Linked DNA regions of Ovis aries: region 1 is linked to region 2. A link is a contact called in public Hi-C data. All regions are on one chromosome and are shown on one strand. Each heading gives the region's core, a stretch centred on a gene start, on an enhancer-like site or on the middle of the called end of the contact. The rest is flanking DNA. Distances are from core to core; before and after follow the strand shown.

Region 1 (2,738 bases), core at 129-2,628, 530 kb after region 2:
CTTAGGAATGGTTAAAATAATAAATATTACATGTTTAAAAAAACTTTACCACAGTTAAGTAACACCAAAATTCATGGAAATGATGATGGTTAAGTCTACGAGAGTAAAATTCATTGTGAACAGTTACTGGTTCAGTAACTGAGAGATTTATTTTCTGTAGAATACATACTAATGAATAATGCAATGAACAGCACAGGTTTGAAACACTCTGCATTTCTGCAAGCTTGGAATTCTGTCCAAATAAGATCCCTTCTGCTTTGCACAGATTTCTACCAACATCAGCTATAACATTAGCTCAGCCAATTCCCACTTCAGGTCCTACTGAATCAGTGATTTATCTTTAAAAATATTCTCACCAGTAGCTGTTCCATGCAGATTACTCTACAGACTAATTCTTCAGACTCTTCAAAGTTGGCACCGACTCTTGCATAATGTATTGGTAACATTCTTTGACTTATCAAGAGTCAAGAAAAACCATTTAGAATTATCTACTTTTAAAAAAACTGACTATTCATATTGCTCCCCATGTTTTCAGCTCTTTAAACAACCACTCTCACCCAAGACTAACAGTTTTAAACAGGCTAATTTATCTGGAAGAAACATGTGCAGAGAAAACAAACTCAGCACTGATAAAAGCTTCCCCTGCCCACCTACTGAATGAGCCACTCATACCTTAACAACACTGAAGGCCCACTCTTCTTTTTCAATGAAAGTGTGCACTAACGATTTGTAAAAAATAAAATGTGACGATATGGTAATCAGTAAGGCCCTCAAAACACTATGTGATATGGTAATCAGTAAGGCCCTCAAAACACTATGGCGTTATAAATGTGTAACTGCAATCTGTAGTGTGAAGTGATCACAGTGCCTCCTTACTGTCTCTGTGGCAACTGTGTAATCCAGCCATTGAAGCAGGAACACAGCCCTCTACAGTTTGTAAACAAAAGAATGTGGCTGCGTCCCAATGAAATTCTGTATGTAGACACTGACTTCAATTTAACAGAATTTCCTCAGCCCACAGGATTCTCCTCTTGCTGTTGCTGGCTTTTAAAGCAGTGGTCTCTAACCTTTCCGGCGCCAGGGACCGGTTTCGTGGAATTCTTCCACGCACCAGGGTTGGCGGGGGAGGGGGGGAGCGGGGTATGGTTTCAGGATGATTCCACCTCATTACATTTATTGTGCACTCTATTTCTATGATCATTACATCAGCTCCACCTCAAAACATCAGGCATTAGATTCTGGAGGGTGGGGATCCCTGTTTTAAAGCATTTAGAAATGTGAAAATCGTTTTTAGTTCACGGCTTATTCACACATGGGCAGCTGAGCACAGTTTGCTGACCCCTGCAGTTGAAAAAGAGAAAACGAGCTTCACCCACCTTCCTCACAACTGAATCCGGCTGTTTGCTTTCTCCAGCGTCTAATGAGGAAAAGCGGCAATCTCAAGTAAAAAGAAAGTTAAAACCCCTGAAACTATCAATAAAATAATCAAACATCTGACAAGTTTAATTTAGAAACCAAATGTATCATTTAAAATGATTCAGAGTAGCAGGGAGTTTTCCTACTTAAGAGAGAAAAACTGCAATTACATACCAATAAAACTGAAAATCTTAATGACATAGGCAATACACAGAATATGAATTCATATATTCACGGAGATAGGATATACCTCTATGAATTTTGCCCTCAGATAGAGGCAAAACTTGTGCTTCAATTGTTAAACACGACGACCTGGGTTTCCGCCCCCTCAGGTGGGAGTCTTTCTTCCTTTATCTTTTCAGAATCTTTTGGCAATGGGATGCTTCTCCTTCGGGGCATATTAAAATCAACCTCATCACACACAAAGGCAGAAGTGGAGCTGCTCTGTTCACAGACCGGGTAAAGCACCCTGACTGTTGCTCTATCTCCCCTATGTCAGTCAGAGACTACTTCACAGCGTCCTGGGAACCCATAAAAGGTCTGAGAACCTTTAGTATAAAGACCACTGGCAGGGAGACCCAGATTCTCAGTTAGACATGGAGCTCAGGCCAAGGTGTCCCATGGTGGAAACCAGGAGGACCAGAATGACCTAGGAGCTCAGACACGTCTCAACAGCAGTGAGTCAGCCAAGTAGAGGAAGGACACTGGCAGAGCTCCCATGCTTCAGCCAGAGGAGCTCCTCTTACCACTGTTTTCTTTTTTTAACTTAAAAAAAATTTTTTTTGTTTTGACTTTTACAAATGTTGCTGTACAACGCCAATCAGGCTATAATTATATCTACGTCCCCTCCCGCCCATCCCCAACCTGGGTTCTGATTCAGATTCTAGGGAGAGGCTCTGCATCTCTCACTGTCTTAGAGCTATTTCACAGCTCTCTAAGATGTAGATGCCTGACAATACAAATAACTCTTACCTATAGACAAATGTAAGTAAATTCTGTTGGCTAGAGGTTTGTAGCTGACTTCCCTCTGGTGGAAGAAGTTGGTCTTGTGTCCATTTATAAATTGCCTTCCTCCAAATTTGTCTCTGACTTCTCCTTTCAACTGACTGTAACATCGGTTTTTTAAAAATTAGGTTTTTAAAAAATACTTACCAAGTTCATTTTATATCTGTGTGACAGTCATTTCACTTTGTTGAAAACTGTACTTTAACAAAACTAAGGACAATATGGGCTCCCTGGAGGCTCCGCAGTAAAGAATCAGCCTGCAATTCAGGGGCCGCAGGAGACATCGGTTCCATCCCTGGGTGGGTAAGATCTCCTGG
Region 2 (2,700 bases), core at 198-2,697:
TCTTGCTCTAGGAGCCCTCTGTAAATCACAGGACTTTCTGTAGCACTTACCTCTCTGCATATCTGTCTGTCTTTATTAGACTATAGGGCAGGCCCAGTGCTTACAGTTTCTCTCTCTCTAGTACCCGGGAAAATATTCAGTAGACAAGAGGAGCTCCATAAAGGTTTAATAAACGAGTAGAAGCAGACACATACATTCAGCACATATATTTCAAGTTACCTGGTTTTCTTTCACAGAAAGTCTGAGAGGCAGTATGAGATGAAGAATCTCATTTTTTTTCAGGCTTTCATAGCCAGCAACCAAGATTCCTGGAAAAAGAAGCAGAATATGCTGGGACAAACTGCGAGAAAGATTGTGAACTGTGGCTGGGTCTAGACACTCTGCCATATCTCCCAAAGAAAAAATAAACCCCTTTGCCACTGGTATGCCACTGGGGGATTGGAAGAGAGCTAGATAGAAATATAATGCTGACAGAACAAGAAATTGCTGTAAGTGACCAAGAGGTCCTCAAGCTCTCAGAAATGGTTGGGTCCCTCTAGGCTGAGGTCCTTGAGTTCCAGCTTCAGGAGTGGGATTCCATCTCCTTCAGGGTCACGAAGGGCATCTCACCTTTGTCACCAATCCATTCGAGCACTCGAGTGGCTCCCGAGAGGTCGAATGCATGGAAATCTTGGTACCTGGGTGACAGAGACACGATGTCACACACCGATGCATGGCCCTTTCACGACTGCTCAAGATGAGACGTCAGCATGGTCCGGTGGTTGGGGGCCCAAGTTTTGGAATCAAGCAGAACTGGGATCAAATCTTGTTACATATTTTACCCTCTGTGTGACTGGAACCAGGCCAGTCACAATTTCCCTGAGCCTCGTTCTCATGTGTAAAATGGAACTCCCAGAGTACCTTGACTTCACAAGGTTGGTGTGCGGAATCGAGACAATCTTTGTTTAAGGTTTAACTCAGAGGCTGGTGCAAAATAAATGGTCACTTGCTTCCCGGGTGGCTCAGGTGGTAAAGAATCTGACTACAATGCAGGAGACCTGGGTTGGATCCCTGGGTTGGGAAGATGCCCTGGAGAAGGAAATGGCAACCCACTCCAGTATTCTTGCCTGGCTAAGCCCATGGACAGAGGAGGCTGGCCGGCTACAGTGCATGGGGTCGTACAGAGTTGGACACAACTGAGCAACTAACACTATAAAACAAAAACTATGCTATTATTATCCCCCACAAGCACGGCTCCTACCAGTACTTCACACAACTTGCACACACAGAAAGGTGCCATTTCCCTCCGTATAGGTCCCGCCCCACACCAGGATTCCCCGCATGCTCCACCCCGCGCCCGTCGGCCCCCAGGCCAGTTCCCTGGCCCAGATTCCACGTCCCAAGCCCACACGATTTACAAGCGCAAGGACTCCACCAGCCAGTCTTCCGCGGGCTCCATGGCAACAGTCGCTTCCGGTATTCTATTTCCGCCTCTGACTCTTCCTGGGCAGGAACGGCCTTCTCGCGAGGAGTGGGCGCGGCCTGCTTTGACATGGGGGCGGGGCCCAGAGATGCCCTAGCGCAGGCGCAGACCTGCTGTTCCTTTGCCAGGCTCGGTCTGAGGTTCTCCGGATAAACTCTCCTGGAAAAATGACGTCAAGTCAGGGATTCCCAGGATGTCAATTCCAGACGGGGCCTAAGGGATCAAATACACGCTGGTTTTATGAACGTGTATTTGCAGATCAGAGGAAAAGGCCAGATAAAATCCTCCCTGTTAAATTCGAATAGTATGTAAAACAGCGAGTAGTTTTTTCACTTAAGTATGTCCATGCAAGGACTTCTTGGCAGTGCAGTGGTTGACTTCGTGCTTCCAATGCAGGGGCAAGGGTTTGATCCCTGGTCTGGGATCTAAGATCCCGCGTGCCATAGCGCAGCCAAAAAAAAAAAAAAAAAGTTATGTCCACGCAATATTTAGGATATCTTTTTATACGAAAATATTATTCATTATCTGAAATTCGACTATAACAGAGTGTCCTGTAGGTTTATTTGCTAACAGTCAGTCCCACAAGGCCAGAGAAGAGAGTAAGGGGACACTGGGGTCTGGATCCCAGCTCAGCTCTCTCCTTTGTTAGCGCCGGGCACTCCCCTCAAACCATGGCGAGTAGATGAAATCAGGTAAGCAAAGCCCTCCCGTGTAGTGTACGCGGTTCCCTTTTACAGGTGGGAAACAGGAGAGACTTGCCTCTGCCAGTAGGTGGCAGCGGCGAGAGTAGAAAAGCGGCTGGCAGAGGACCTGGCATCCCCGCAGGCACTGAGTGAGTACCTGCTTGCGAATGAGTGGATGAGCAGAAGCCCAGAATCAATTCCAGGCTGGTGCCGCGGAGTGTTCTGGGCTCTTTGGGGCCAGCCCCATCTCAGTGAACACTGGGTCTTCCAGCCTCCTTTCCCTCCCATCCCCTCCAGCACAGGTAGAAGGAGAGGACCAGACAGTCTACGTAAAGAGCAGGGTTTTATTCACAACTTCAACAGGGAAGCAAGAAATACGGCAGGGACAGCATTTGCATCTGCACCGGCAATATTCCTGACAGCCCAACCGGAAATCACGGTAATGGAGTGACAGAGATGTGAGCCCATGATTTACATCCAGATGGGTCCCATACAGCACCTTCCCTGGGTAGGCACAATCTCAGCCATGTCGTCGTGTCTTCCTGATTAATAGCA

The links. Hi-C and Micro-C count contacts between places; a contact is called where the count stands out from the background.
Region 1: a contact with region 2 is called in a Hi-C map of hypothalamus, with 4 times the contacts expected there. The contact joins the enhancer-like site here to the promoter of WDR73 in region 2. A contact is called at or near these places in 2 of 16 Hi-C or Micro-C datasets (hypothalamus and tail adipose tissue).

Annotation. Positions count from the first base shown.
Region 1 is chr18:22,152,018-22,154,755 of ARS-UI_Ramb_v3.0, forward strand. No RefSeq gene overlaps it. Among named protein-coding and RNA genes, the nearest start is that of RPS17, 8.7 kb to the right of the region's middle. Within about 2 kb of position 1,379, at least 10 of the 54 cell types and tissues checked have an H3K27ac peak or open chromatin away from gene starts, as enhancers often do. A contact at or near this core is called in hypothalamus and tail adipose tissue, where this site is marked.
Region 2 is chr18:21,626,247-21,628,946 of ARS-UI_Ramb_v3.0, forward strand. WDR73 (WD repeat domain 73) reads right to left here and starts at 1,448. Exons shown (of 8, transcript XM_004017765.5): 1 at 1,398-1,448; 2 at 610-677; 3 at 220-308. The coding sequence starts at 1,438. It overlaps NMB (neuromedin B), which reads right to left. Exons shown (of 4, transcript XR_006056817.2): 4 at 2,472-2,700.